3 separate regions of the Mus musculus genome follow, and all the other regions are linked to region 1. The links are chromatin contacts, called in public HiChIP or PLAC-seq maps. All regions are on one chromosome and are shown on one strand. The core of a region is the stretch at or near the end of the contact, and the rest is flanking DNA. Distances in the headings are between cores, read along the strand shown. Region 1 overlaps Dlgap2 (DLG associated protein 2). Region 2 overlaps Dlgap2 (DLG associated protein 2). Region 3 overlaps Dlgap2 (DLG associated protein 2).

Evidence for each region. HiChIP or PLAC-seq counts read pairs in DNA pulled down with a chosen protein or histone mark.
Region 2: an H3K27ac HiChIP or PLAC-seq map of SST interneurons shows a contact between it and region 1, with 2.1 times the contacts expected there. The contact joins two enhancer-like sites. A contact is called at or near these places in 3 of 484 Hi-C or Micro-C datasets (cerebral cortex, nephron progenitors and ventricular fibroblasts), 4 of 115 datasets of contacts at active chromatin or transcription factors (SST interneurons, astrocytes, embryonic forebrain and 1 more) and 1 of 9 other capture datasets (pancreatic islet).
Region 3: a contact with region 1 is called in an H3K27ac HiChIP or PLAC-seq map of SST interneurons, with 2.4 times the contacts expected there. The contact joins two enhancer-like sites. A contact is called at or near these places in 3 of 484 Hi-C or Micro-C datasets (muscle stem cells, nephron progenitors and stem cell-derived motor neurons), 6 of 115 datasets of contacts at active chromatin or transcription factors (SST interneurons, astrocytes, embryonic basal ganglia and 3 more) and 2 of 9 other capture datasets (adipose tissue and pancreatic islet).

The regions. Positions count from the first base shown.
Region 1 is chr8:14,378,930-14,383,785 of GRCm38.p6, reverse strand. The region is part of intron 3 of Dlgap2 (DLG associated protein 2); the gene reads right to left. Among named protein-coding and RNA genes, the nearest start is that of Gm26184, 110 kb to the right of the region's middle. Within about 2 kb of position 1,840, at least 72 of the 459 cell types and tissues checked have an H3K27ac peak or open chromatin away from gene starts, as enhancers often do. A contact at or near this core is called in SST interneurons, embryonic basal ganglia and stem cell-derived motor neurons, where this site is marked.
Region 2 is chr8:14,554,883-14,559,738 of GRCm38.p6, reverse strand. The region is part of intron 4 of Dlgap2 (DLG associated protein 2); the gene reads right to left. Among named protein-coding and RNA genes, the nearest start is that of C030037F17Rik, 210 kb to the left of the region's middle. Within about 2 kb of position 2,283, at least 5 of the 459 cell types and tissues checked have an H3K27ac peak or open chromatin away from gene starts, as enhancers often do. A contact at or near this core is called in SST interneurons, where this site is marked.
Region 3 is chr8:14,531,134-14,535,989 of GRCm38.p6, reverse strand. All of the region lies in intron 4 of Dlgap2 (DLG associated protein 2), which reads right to left. Among named protein-coding and RNA genes, the nearest start is that of C030037F17Rik, 230 kb to the left of the region's middle. Within about 2 kb of position 2,184, at least 11 of the 459 cell types and tissues checked have an H3K27ac peak or open chromatin away from gene starts, as enhancers often do. A contact at or near this core is called in SST interneurons, embryonic basal ganglia and stem cell-derived motor neurons, where this site is marked.

The DNA.
Region 1 (4,856 bases), core at 591-3,090:
ACTTGGGCTACAAATCCAACCAAAGGCTGGGACATCCATGCAGTACTGGGATGTCGAGTGTGGTCCTGTGAGCTCTCTCGGGTGAAGGGCAAGGGTGATGGGTGGTTGTGGGTAATAAAATACTTGTTGCTCGATGAAGCATAATTTAAAGGGCTGGGTAAAGTCGAATGGACTGACCCTCACCTGGGAATAGACTTAAGGCTACAAAATTCCTCCTGGACACTGAGCTCCTGGAAGGTGACAGACCTGAGCTCTGGGGATAGAATTATGAATGAAGCAGTCGATATCCACCTGGAAACGCGGAAGCCAATGGCAGCTTCCCTCTGGACATGCTCAGTCCTTTGCAGCGTGCAAGTCCTCCCTGTGAAAACTCAGCCATTTATAACGGGGAATGTGTACAGCCAGCGACTACCCAGATGCGGAGGCAACAACAAGTCTCTTCGGTGCCCGGAAGGGGCCAGATGTGGCCAGATGTGGCCGTGCTCTTTGGAGAGGAGTGTTTCCTTTCCAGAGGGAAAGCAAGAATAAAACGGAACATGTCAAGGCAGAGTGAGAAGGAAGTGTGCGGAGAAAGACCACACCAGGCACACCTCATCTTCATCCCTGTGGCTCGCTCACCCAGAGGAGGCTGGGGACCAGCCACATCAGCTGGACCAGCTACACAGTTCCTCGCTGCAAAGGGGAAAAAAAAAAAAAACCTTCCTGGCTGGTGTGAAGCAGTTGGCTGGGTTCTCAGAGCTCCCTGTCAGACTGTGCACTCCAAAGCACGCTTTATTCAAAAGCTCAGCAAGTCCATGACACTTGCACACCATCTCCTCCTACAAAGCCAAGGAGGGCTACTTGGGGTAAGCGCGAAATTAGTGCTTTGGAAGGGGCTTTGGTTATAAAGACCGGGCACAGACAGCTCTTCCCAGCGGGTGTCCATCCCAGCACCTCTCCCCTCTTTCATCCTATTCAACTGCAGCTGGGAAGAGCTCAAAACCCTTTACTGCACTCAGCCACACAAAGGAAGCCCTCTCCGCAGGCTTCTCTCTCTTGCTAGCCTATGAAACACAGGTTTAATGACCTAAGGTCCCTGGATTTACTCATTCCCAGGGGATCACGGAACCCACAGCCCAGTTGCCACATCTTTGCTGAAATAAAAGGAGAGCCAGCCAAAACAGTGCTTGCATTACAGACTGCTCCAGTATCTGGTGACTATCGAAATGATGGTTAATTAGAGACAGAACTTGTCTGCCTAGGACAATGCTATGGTCCTGGATTGCTGTGCAAGACCATCTCCCCCAAGTCCCCCCAGAGAATGGAGGATGCTCCCTGGATTGCAGTGCTGTCTCCTGGCTGTCACTACCATCTATCAAGACATGAGTATTTCACTTACGAAAGCAGTACAACCCTAGGTCTATGAAACAGAGCAATGAAAGAAAAAAAAAAAACATAAAAAAAAAAAAACATGCTGCAAAGTACAGAGAGGTAAGCAGCTGTCGGTTTAGCTGGTCGAGTGCTGATCAGTTAAGTATCATTTCCCAGAGGCCACGGAACTAGTAAAGTCTACATCCAAGACACAGGGAAAGTGAGAAATGAGTCACCTTTGACTTACCGAAGCGAGACTCCTGCTGCACGCCTTGCAGCATCCGAATGTGAAGTGCAAGGCAGCTCCACAGCAGATGGGAAGCTATGCACGCAGAGGCACTTCAACCTCGCTGCAAAGGAAGGAGGAGGCCAGGGTGACCAAGTGAGTGGTCACAGCTCCAGTCAGCCTCGGCTTGGACTAGGCATCCACGGTACTCTGCAAAACAGGCACACTGCAGCACGGTGGCGGGCATAGGATCCCTATGCATGTCCCATATATTCAAGCGTAATAGAAAACATGGATCTGGAGTGGATTCCATGTGGATATGGGGGCTGCCTGGCACTGAGCGCTAAACGCAAGCTCTCTGCTGGTAACAAAATTAGCCATGGAGATGGACGCCTTGATTAGAGCACAGTGCTGTCCCCCGGGACAGCAATTACGGAGAGCAGGTGCTCTGTCTCTTGCTCTTTCAGATAAATGCCTATAATCTCATTTCACAAACGATCCCTATTTAGACAGGAGCCACCTATTGTGATGATATCATTTGCTCTAGTAGCCATAAATGGGCAACTTCCTACGAAGCGTCACAGAGCTGACGACACAGGTCTTCATAAAAGTGAGTGGGCAGGGTGTTCGGAGAGGCCCGTCTACACGAGCAACTCATGCTGAAGATTCCAAGCGCCCTGGCATCTGAGAAGTTGCAGGGGAAAGAGGCAAGCCTTCCACTCCAATCTTTCAGTATACCGGACTGGGCTAAGAACCAACTGTAAGCAGGAGGGGGAATGGGAGGGCAGACCAGAGACCGCTGGCATCTACACATCCTTACACCTGCTTCAGTTGCAGGTGTCCTGGTAGAAAATAACCTGATCACTTATGTTTGAAGTACAGAAACTCCACCCGAGGAGGCAAACATTACACACAAGAATCCTAGTAGAGTTAAGGGTGTGATCTGGTAAAGATAATGAGAACCTTATGTGCCCAGTGGATGGCCAAAGGACTATGCCTAAAACCTCATAATAGCAAAGTAACTTTCTCTAAAAGCACATGCAGAATAACCAAAGAGCTTGGGTTTATTAGAGCTTTGGATTCCTCCACCGACATGTCTACAGAGACAGTGGCTGGTGATGACCAAGGATAAGAGAATAGCCATTGAGCCTGGCCACTGTGCAAATACTGCAGGAGACATTCAGAAATACTGTCCTAGAAAAACCTCCCTGGATCTCCCTGAATTACTCCAGTGGCCTGACAGCTCACTTGGAAAAGGCAGGGTTTCTGCTAGACAATTCACTATTCATAGTACTGGCTTAGGACAGGACACACTATGTTTGGACCAAATTAGACTAACATACTCCTTTAAAGTACGTTGTGGCTCAACCATTTAAGCTGCAAAGTTTATAGTGTGCTGCTACTGGTCTGAGGGAATGTGCTTCCGGACCCCAGTGGGGAATCTGTGTTGAGGTTACTCAGTGTAAAGGAGTAGCCACAGCAAAACCTTGCTTTAATATTCATGATATGCGTACAGTAAATCTGGGCTGGAGAAATAACCCAGCAGTTAAAGAGCACCAACTGCTCTTGGAGAGGTCCTGAATTCAATTCCCAGCAACCACATGGTGGCTCACAGCCAGCTGTGATGGGATCTGATGTCCTCTTCTGGTGCATCTGAAGACAGCTACAATGTACTCATATACATAAAATAAATAATTAAATATTTTTTTAAAAAAACCCAGTAAACCAATACAGATCTTCTTCAGTCTGCCCCATCAACACAGCAGGTTACTGGAAGGAATAACTAACTATACATACATATGCTTCCTCTCAGTGGACACTGAAGACCTCTTTCAGGAAAGTAAGCTCCTGCAATAGGATGTGCTCAGCAAGGAGGTTGCCTTCACCACTGGAGTAGGTTAAATGCCTTCCTCCACGCCCACCCTGCAAAGCTATGTCCACTTGGGTCCTCAGAATACCATATTATTGGAAATAAGTCTTTGTAGACATAATTATGGACCTTGAGATGAGATCACTCTCTAATTAGGGAAGACCAATGACAAGCATCCCAGGACACTGACATCAACGTGAAGACAGGCAAATTAACTAGACTGATGGTTCTATAGCCAAAGAACACCAGGATCTCCAGTCACCACCAGGTTGTGTAAAGAGGCGTGGAATGGACCCCTAGAAACTACAGAATGAACCATTCCCTCAGCTTGTACCTCACGTTCAGAGTCTGGCCTCCAGAGCCAAGAGAGAATTAGTACCTCCTGTCTTGGTCACCAGGCTACTGGCACTACTCCCTGCTAATCACTCAGCAGTCCATATCAGGCTCTGGAGTATCTCATAATGATACCACAGAGAAATGATGCAAGCGGGACTCAGATCTGGGATCTACACTTTGTTCACTAAAATGTCTTATCAGTGGCTCCTTGCTCTCTAGATGTTTCCTAGTTCATTGAAGACCACAGAAGTAGAGTCTCCAGTCATTAAAACAACTGACTCAAAGTCCAAAAAAAAAAAAATGATAGCTAATGCTATGTCCCTCTCCCCTGCTTACTAATGGAGTACATTTCTGCTTTACCTTCTTCTGGTGTTGTATCATTGCCCAGAATCCATGGTTAATGAATCCACCCACTACAGTTTCCATAAGTAGAAAGGACCCCCAGATAATATTGAAGTGGAAGGGTGGGGCCTGAGGTAATGATGAAGTGGGAGAAGGAGCTGAAGTTATAATGAAATACAAGATCAAAGGCTGGAGAGATGGCTCAGTGGTTAAGAGCACTTACTGGTCTTCCAGAGGTCTTGAGTTCAATTCCCAGCAACCACATGGTGGCTCACAACTATCTAGAATGAGATCTGGTGCCCTTTTCTGGTGTGTGGGAAGACAGCTACAGTGTGCTCATATAAATAAAATAAATATTAAAAAAAAAAGAAATACAGAGTGAGACCTGAAATAATGCTTACATGGAAGAGTGGAGTCTGGGTTAAGAATGACAATGGAGAGTGGGCCTTGGAGTAATGAATAAGTAGAGTAGAGGCACCTGATGTAATGACTTTACTCCAGGCTGTACCCAGGGATGAAAGGGTACAGCCTGGGGTAAAGTTGACACAGGTGAGTGAGGCCTAGAACAAGAAGTACCCTGGGAGGCACATGGGGTAAGGATGCCACTGTATGGTGGGATTTGGTGAGGAAACAGGATACAGCACTGCTGGCTTCACATTCACCAGGTTTTCTGCCAAGTGGTGGGAACAGAAGACAGACTAGATCAGAGCAAACCTAGTAAATTCACCAGAA
Region 2 (4,856 bases), core at 1,034-3,533, 180 kb before region 1:
GCCTGATTACTTCTAATTGGAAGCTAGCATCAGAACACCAGCTCTTAAAGTAAATATCCTGGTGTGAACTCATGTGTTAGTCACCGAGCCAGAGAGTCAGCTGTTTTATACAATAGCGGAGCCTATGATGGAATATTTTGGCACATGCTTTTAGGCTCCACTCCACGGCTTCATGCCCCTAAGATTAGCATAAGGCTTCTCTCTTTCTCTTTCTTCTCTTTCTCTTTCTCTTTCTCTTTCTCTTCCTCTTCCTCTTCCTCTTCCTCTCTCCTCTCTCCTCTCTCCTCTCTCCTCTCTCCTCTCCTCTCCTCTCCTCTCCTCTCCTCTCCTCTTCCCTCCTTTTTTATTAAACATCTTTGTAATTTCACAGAACTAGGGCTAAAAGCTCAACACAGAAAGAGCAATGAGCCCATGTTGGCTCTAGAGTAGCCTGTGCCAGGCTAAAAGGAGGCCAGATGGAGAGTCCCTTACACCTATGAGATTCCAGGCTAGTTGCATCCTAGGTAGTCTATGTAGTCTAGGTAGTCTACGGTATGCAAGTCACAGCAACCACCAAGGAAGTCAGGCCAGTATCATCTAATATGGTGGACATTTGCCCCTTCAAGAATCAGGGCTGTGTGTAAGGAAACAGAACTTAACTCTGTCTATTTCTTTGTACCATTTCTACATGTAGCTACTAGAAAATATAAAACTATCGGTGACTGCATGTCCTTTCCCCATGAACAGCAAAGAGGACAGAGATAATGACACATTCTACTTCCATGGCCTCTCCGGAGTCAATCATGCCGAGCTGGACCTCAGCCAGCAGCGGCATGTACTGACCCACCCCACCTTCTGCTTATCCCTAGCAATGTATACTCAGGGTGTGGTCTCTACCACTTGTTCAAGGATTATCTCTCCTCTCTGAGCTCCCACAGTCAGAGTTATACTGCCATTCAGAACTGTCCTGGCAGTGGGAAGGGAAGACCTCCCTTTAAAAATTCTCCTAGAAATCTTTGATCCTTTGGACAATATTCTGATGTGATCCATCTCGTATACCGTACATCGGCACTGGTTATAGAGTGATTCACACCAGGGCCATCACCTAACTGTTCTCTTTGTCCCTCTGTGGCTCCTTTTCATACTCCATGGCACACTGTCCTCTCTTGGCATGAAACTAGAGGGTCATATGGTCACTCAAGGCTCAATTTTTCCTTAGGCATTTTATGTATCATTTGGACAAGGCCTTCCCATGTATCCACTGCAGCTCAAGACAGTGTGTTATGTAGAACTTCTGCCTGTTAGAGGAGCCAGCTGGGTGGAGGATGGAAGGAGAGCTAGAGAGGGAGGCAAGAAAGAATTAAGTGCAGGAAGACATTTACAGGGCAAGCTGTGAGCCACAGAAAGGTAAATGAGGAAACAGTTTGGCATATGAGCTTCAAGGATTTAGATTGTATTGCTCCTGCCACATCCTTTACAGAGATGTTGACATAAAATTGTCCCCAAGGACCCTCATTAGCAATGATTCTCTGCCCTCACAGCCTTGATGCTTGCCAAACTCTCCCTAAGTGATGTGTGTGACTTAAGGTTTTTCAACAAGAGCTTCCCTTTCAGAAAGATAGCCAGCAACCCAGAACATCTTCATCCGAAATGCAAGGGCAAAGGTGTGTTTCCCTAATGTGTGTCTGTCTATAAGTGTTAAAACTTGTGCATGGATATAAACCAGCATCTTTCAATAAGCAGTTGCGGTGGATGCTAATGTAATTTTCAGATCCCCCTTGCCCTTATAACACCCTTATTGAAAGCACCTTTCTTTCCTCAAGTTCATGAAGCTACCAACAGAGGAGGGGCATCGGCAGAGGACAGAGCAGAGTATGACCCTTCTCAAACCCTTCCTTCAAATCCATCCTTCAACAACACACATGATTTTGGGGCTCTGCCAACATCCAGGACCCTTAGACCCTGCTGAAGATGATTCACCCAGAGCCATGGTGGTGCTGGTCACACACTTATGGGTTCATGTGTTCTGCCCTTGGGGTACAGGTACTACTCACATAGCCCTCACTGGTCCCCTGCAGGGCTGGGCTGGCTAAATACATCTGACTGTGCTCTGAAAAGGACCCAGGGCCTCCTTTTGCAGTTTCTCTTCTATCCTTTCTCCACAGGACCCATCAAGATTCAGAATTCCAAAGACTTCACAAAGATTATGAAACTAGCTTTTATGCTCCTCTGGGATCGTGCGTATGCTGCAGAATCTCAAGGGAAGTTTCACAAAACCTGCTCTTAGGACAGAATGAGCCGTGGCAGATTAGCAAAGACGGCCTCACTGCTCGCTCGCACAGCAGGCTGAGAACTACCAAACAGCTTCGCCCCTTATGATCAGCGTTACTTGGGAAGTTACAGAGTACAAGCAATTAGAATTCTACACATGATTAAAGGCACTGTGAAAATCTCTCTAAAGCTCATGCAATTTATTTATAGGGTTCTAACAGAGGGTCTAGGGAGAAGCCATGACAGCCCAAGGCTACAAGAATGATACAGAAAACTTCCTAAGAAAACAGATACCATCAGAGAGGACATGGAGTCCTCAGGAGCAGAGGTCAGCTTCTCTTTATTTCTAGCCTGTGGAATATCAGACTGTGTCCATCTATCTACACATTTGGGAACAGGATATTCTGACATTTGCCTGACCCAATTTCAACTATTTGATGTACTTGAAATAAAATTATACTATAGATTTACAGGAAGCATTGCTAGAAAGTATAAAAATGGAAGGAATGGGCTATATAGACAAAGGGGACACAAGGCATGGGTGGATAGTTGTGGCAGTTTTCCCGTGTGAGCAGACTAGCCCAGAACTCCAGTTCGGAAGTGGCACTGGGTCTGGAGCACATATCTGGAGTCACATTCAGGGGAAGGAATTCAACTTCAATTTCCATTTGTAAAATCTGAGATTCTAAAACCCGGACTCTCTATTTATGGAGCCTGGGATCCATCAGTGTCCCAGGTTTAAAGACAAAGAAGTGTGCTGCCACAACCAGTGACCTCTAAAGGTCACTCCACAAGACAGAGCCACCTCCTTGTCAAGATACACCCTTGTGCCCAGAGGAAGTGACAGCCAAGAGGCTGTGTGTGTGTGTGGGGGGGGGGGGGGGTTGTGCCTTTCTGCCTGTCACCCAGACTGTCCCAAGGGCAGCTTCTGGGACCCATTTCTCATCCATGTAAGTCTTTACTTTAAGGAACAGTGAAGCACTGGGGAGGCTCTGTGAGGCCACAGGTACACACTGTAAACACACCTCTACTGCCCAGCGGAGCATGGGGTGGGCAGTAAAGTTTATGCAGTGTAGACATTTCCTTAACAGCAAAACAAACGAACAAACCCATTCTTTCAGACCATTCCTCCCAGAATCCTATCTGTCATGAGTTCCATGTTACTCAGACCTGAGTGCAAACTTTGATGCAAAGCTCCAAGGACTCTAACTGTAGTCTCTGGAATATAAAATATTCGCACTGTCTTAAAAAAAAAATCACTCCAGAAAGCACAGGGAAGTACTCAAGTGTTAGAGCCCTGACCGGATTGCCTGTCTCCTCTCTTCCATATGGGCATCTGTCTGTAGCAGCCACCACCTAGCAACCTCTCTTTCCATGAAGACTAAGCCCTTTGCATTGCTAGCAAGGTTACCATCCTGGCCCCTGGGAGCAACTGAAAAAACTGTTAAGTTACATAACAACGGTTGACTATCTGAGATTGGGAGCCCAGGTCCCCAAGGGAAATTCTGGAGTTAAAGCTGTGGTAATGGGAGATATGTTCAGACCCATTTCTCCCCCGCCAGCTGTGGGGTGCTGTAAATACGAAACAGAGGAACCAGAGGAGTGCACTGCTATCCAGGGAATCAGAGGACACCTGTCTTTCCCTCCTCTTCTCAGCCTCACCACACCTATGACATCGCATCACTTCACATGGGATTGGCCAAGTGTGCTCAGGGAAATATTGACTGAATGAATGGGCTACAAGGGTTGGTGACCTCCACGCTCTGTCAACCTGACCCCGTTATCTAGAAGGAACAGGATCCTGATACCAACTCTGTCCCTGGGGTCCTGGGATAGACTTCTAGAAGCTGGCAGCTCTGGAAATCCCAGGCCTTAAGCCCTGTTTACCAGTCACCTGCCCATCTCTTCTCTGTTGCCTGGTTATTTCTAAACTACCATGGATGGTCAAGAAAGTAGATGAAACAGGCAGAAGCCATCCAAGTGCCTCCGGAGAGATTACCTGATTTCGATTTGCAACTGAAGCCATGAGGAGACTGGACTGTTCTTTTCCTCGCCTTCCTGCCCGATGAGGGTAGTACCACCCGATTTCACCAGGAGCCTCCACTCTATTATACACTAGGACCTGGTACCCCAGAGGCTCCTCTATAGGGATGCTGCATAGTAGATTTTTGGAAGCCCATCACAAAGGCAGCATGATAGAGTATAAACACAAGGATGGGTCAGCTGGAGCTGTCCCTATGGGCACACTGAGCATAGACAAAGTCATGTGGAGGGACCCTGACCCTGACGTCACCAACTGTGAAGCCTCACTATCGAACATACACCATACAGGAACACAACCAATACTACCAAGCACACAGAGGCCTGGAAGTGAAGAGGATGGCCTTGCCATATGGAAAGACCTAAGAGCACCAGACACACACTGCTGCTCTCAGAACCAACATGGAAACACTGAGCTTCATACTAAAAGTTGCACTCTGTGTGTGTCTTATTGTGCCCATGGAAGATTACACAAGTGAGTTTTATTTCCTCTGATTTGTGAGTCATAGAAAAGATTATTTCCATGTGCTGGTAACTGTACGAAAACTCACTGCTACCCATGCCCC
Region 3 (4,856 bases), core at 935-3,434, 150 kb before region 1:
ATGGTGAATAGTGTGTTCTATCAACAGAATAGTTACAACCTTGGGTATGTAACAAGCATGTGCTCCATCTACCCTTGGCCAGTGTTTTCACAGTTCTTTTCTTATTAGGGGGAAAACTTCTGACTGTCTAGGTTTGCACAGAGGGCGCTCGTCGGCCCTGTCTTTTTCACCCAGTGTTACAAGGCATGGGACATGCATTGCATCTACGCACCCTGGACCTTACATCCGTTCAGTCCTCAGTCTCAGCTTGTTCTCTCTCTCTCTCTCTCTCTCTCTCTCTCTCTCTCTCTCTCTCTCTCTTTCTCCTCGCACTGCTGCACTGAAAGCACTTTTTTGAGGGGGGGGCGGCGTTCCTTGGGAAAAGGGCCCTTCTGCATCAGCCTAGGTTTCCTCAGTCCTGACCTCCTTCAGTACAGACCTGTATGAGGACAGCAGCCGACATCCCCCTCCCCCACCATCTCCCCATCCGAAGGTTCTTTCAGTTTTGCACTAAGTGACTATCTCATGTTCCTGGAAGACAGGTTGGCTAGCAGAGGCCCCAGTTCCTAGGCAACACTAATTCTTTTGGAGTGCCCGGCTCACGTCGAGAACTTAATAAGAGCTGGTTATAGTCTCTTCACTCTCCAAGAACAGCAGTCAGGAAAGGCCACTGTTATCTGGAGCTCAGAATTAAAAGGTACACCCTTAAAGAGAGCACGAACATAGCAATCATAGCCTTCTCTCTCCAGTAAGGCAGAACGGGCTGTGGGTGGGACAGAAATGCCTCTCTGTCCATTTTTTCAGAGAGCACCTGACTCATTATCTCCATTGTTTAGAAGTCTTGGAAACCCCAGGGTGACACCCATTTGCTGAGGTGGCAAGCAGTGGGGGGATTTCCTATTGTTCAGAGTCACTTATGGGGAAAATCTTGAATTTCTTGTACTTAAAAAAAAATCAAGAGCATAATGCTCCTACGTACATTACTTCTTAGTCATGCTTTATAAGGGGAGAGAAGCAGAAAAAAAAAGAGTCTATATGTCTAAGCAAAATTCTCCAAGTGATGTGCACTTCTGTGTGTTTGAAAGATCAAAATGGTGATGGTGATGATGGTGGTGTTGATGGTGATGGTGGTGTTGATGGTGATGGTGATGATGGTGGTGGTAATGATGTGATGATGGTGGTGATGATGGTGGTGTTGATGGTGATAGTGGTGGTGATGATGGTGATGATGGTGGTGGTAATGATGGTGATGATGGTGGTGTTGACGGTGATGGTGGTGTTGATGGTGATGGTGGTGATGGTGATGATGGTGGTGTTGATGGTGGTGATGGTGATGATGGTGGTGTTGATGGTGGTGATGGTGATGATGGTGGTGTTGATGGTGATGGTGGTGATGGTGATGATGGTGGTGTTGATGGTGGTGATGGTGATGATGGTGGTGTTGATGGTGGTGATGGTGATGATGGTGGTGTTGATGGTGATGGTGGTGGTGGTAATGATGGTGATGGTGGTGATGGTGATGATGAAGATATAAAGAAGATCCTTTACCATAAGAGTTTATAGATTGTTTTTAAAACTTAAATTTTACCTTTGGTCTAGAAATTTCCACAAAGAACATTTCCAAAATGTAGACTTACATGACCACCACCGGCCACTCCACCTTATGCTCTAAAGAATGCTTTGTGCTAAACCCCATCTGCTACCCTTTAGAATAGTCCTGCATGTAAATTTACTTCGTAATAGTCTGGCTTTGCACTGTAGTTTGTTTACATGGTGTGAGCCTACGGAATCTCTGAGAACACCCGAGTAGATCTGACAGGTTCTCCCAGCCTGTCATTACAAGATTTCTCAGTCAAACCCTAAACTGTAAACAGACAAATCCATGAACCTACATACGGGCCGCCTCGTCCAGTCGTGTCCACGTCTTTCACTGGGCTCTTGTTAAGAGAGGCAAAAGGCCTCACACTCACCCTAATAAAGCTGGAAATCAGGGATGTGCTCTTATTCTCGTGTATAAAAAAGACAGATCAGAGTCACATGTAGATCTTGATACTTCATGGTGAGCTAACAGGCGGTGGGAAAGGCAGTGGAGGCAGTCTGAACCTTAGGTCTTTAGGTTGGTGCTGTGTGTCAACAACTGAGGTTGTTCCCAGTGCGCTGGCTCCTCTAGGGGAGGCCTCTTTCCATGGTAACACATTGCAGGGTCACCCTCCTGACAGAGGCAGACCCAGGACAATCAAGCTGCCCTGCACTCAGGTTCACCCCACGGCTGCCGGCCAGGATTCACAGCTGAGCCAGCTCTCTGTTCTTGCTAGGGAGAGGATATATATTTAATACCTCATTACATACATAGCCCCCATGATGCAGAACTTCATAGTATAGGCCATGCGGGCAGTTTGCATATTGAAGCCCTGATCTGCATTTTGCATTTGATTAAAAATGTTGGGTTCTCTGAGAAAACCCAACCTTGGCTTAGTCATTGCAGAGACTGCAGCTGTAGGATTCCGAGACCCCTCAGTCAACTCTGCTCTGACTCGCATTTGTTTGACAGATACTATCTTCTGAGATGATGCTAATTATTCTGTTTCTATGAAGAAACAGCTCTCTCCAAAAGACCCAAGCATTAAAATGCAAATAGGTGTTTCCCACTTCGCTGGTTAGCCAGGAAAGGCTGTTAACAGCTTTCTGACGGGAGGGGAAGCCACCTCAGCTCAGTGTTTCAACTCTTCCAGCCCCTTCTAGGAGGTGGGCTCAGCTTTGAGCCTCATACTGCAGAGGCCTCTGGCTCTGATCCCTTCAGTGTGGTGGCATTCATAAGTTAACGCAGGGACACCGCTAAAGAAATCACTGAACAGAAAAAAGAGCTGATTCTAGATTCCACTCACTGTACAGGGCCAGCTCTCACTTAGACTAATTACTTAAATGATTTAAAAACCTATGAATATTTATATGCCGGTGCTTCCGAATCACAAAGCACAGCTGAGCCCAGGCAGCCCCTCACCCTTTCTCTTGTTCAGAAAAGTTATACTTGCACAACTGAATCAACTCCTGGGGGGACCTTGGAGACATCTCGCCTGGAAGGCAAGAGCATTTCATGAAGACTAGACGGGGACCTCCACCTTATCAGGAGGTTCCTCCTGACCTCTCAGTTTCTACCTCTCAGACAGCTGGGGCTACTCTTCCATGGGGTCCAGCCTGGCTCCTCTTTAACGTTTACCAGCTGATCCATCCTAGAGTAAGACACACTGTAGCGATACACTGTAGCTTGTGCTGACAAAATTTGTGATGTGGATGTTAAACAAGGACGAGCATGGGGTGTCTGGGACAGAGATGGGGGACCTAACCCTTCAGCAATGAAGTGTTGGGACACCAGCTCTCACAGTGAAGAGACTTGGGTCCTTCCTAGACATAGTATCAGGTCCCTGGAAATTCTAAAAAGGAATCCACACCCCTTCTGGGCTCCCATGCCACCTGTCATGATCTAGCCACCCGATAGCCCACGCCTAAACTCCAAAACATGTTTTCCTTCAATCAGAAGACGCCCTTGGGGACTACACACTGCACAGAGTACCACACAGAGTACACTATCCCCAGTCAACGGCAGACTTGTGTTATAAGAAAAGGCAAATGAAACCCATCAGAATTTGATCAAGCTGTGACCTAGGAGGTTTACGTCCTGTCCCCTCTACAACTCCCAGCATGCAGGAATCTTCAACAGGAGGTGGGGAAGGGGACATTGAACCTGAAGCCAGAGCGCAGTGACTACTCACAGGCTGGGAACAACACAGAAAAGATGTAATGATCAGAAAGGATAGAGCTCCCAGTGCCACCAAGGGCCATAAGATGGTGGGGAGCCTCACAGCAGCCCGAGGACAGAGCGTTGTCCCTCTGAAGGTTACACTTTTCTCATAACCCAGAAAGACCAGGGACAGAAGGACTTATGCAAAGCCACCAGACTTTATCACCACCGAATTCGTGTTATGCACTCGTGCGTTTAGTGACACAAAAAGCATTTGGAAAACTTTGTCAAAATACTCCTTTGCCACTGAAGAAATTGCCTACAGGTCAGGATTTTCAGATTAGCTTGGTACTTGAGCTGTTTTCTCTTTTGCAGGGGACTCTGTTCAGGTGCTCTGTCTTCAAGGCACTGAAGTCTTTTGACACTGAGGTTCCTGTGCCAGTGTTAGGAATATCATATTAGGAGAGGGAATAGGGGCTGGAACATGACCCCAAGGCTGCTCCTGAGCGACTGTGTCTCCCTCGAACCCCAAGGGTGGCTAGTTTTGCAGCTGGTATGTCTCTCGAAAACACACAAAACCATAACCCAACTTTGGGAGGAGGGGCAAGACAATGGCATCCACATTTTCTTTCTCCTTCATCGTACCACTGACAAGCGCCATGTAAATCTGCCTTTACTATTTGGAAATGTCATTTTGACTGAGTGTCGTCTCAGGAGCCTCGCTCTGGAATGTCTAGACCAGCATGGGACCTGGCTGCTGCTTCTGTCCGGATGGTCAGCTTGTGCTTCCTGGCACATCCCCTCAGGTTCAGTCATTGGCAACTAGGAGTAATTTCACAAAGCCTCATCTGAGGTGAGCTTTGTCGGGAGCTCTGAGTTGTATTTTCAAAGCTAGCAAATGCATATCGACATCTGTTATCTGGAGAAAAGCAGTTGAAAATTTCTAAGTACAGTAAACAATAAGAAGAAAATACGGCCAACGGGTCACCATGCTGATTTCAGAAGAAATTCATGCCTGATGCTCACGCATGAATTCTCGTCGACTGTTCTGTTTCTTCTCACCCACGTTTCTCATCGACTACCACAAAGAATATACTCTCAACTCCAAAACTGTCCAACCAATTCATCCGTTGCAGCA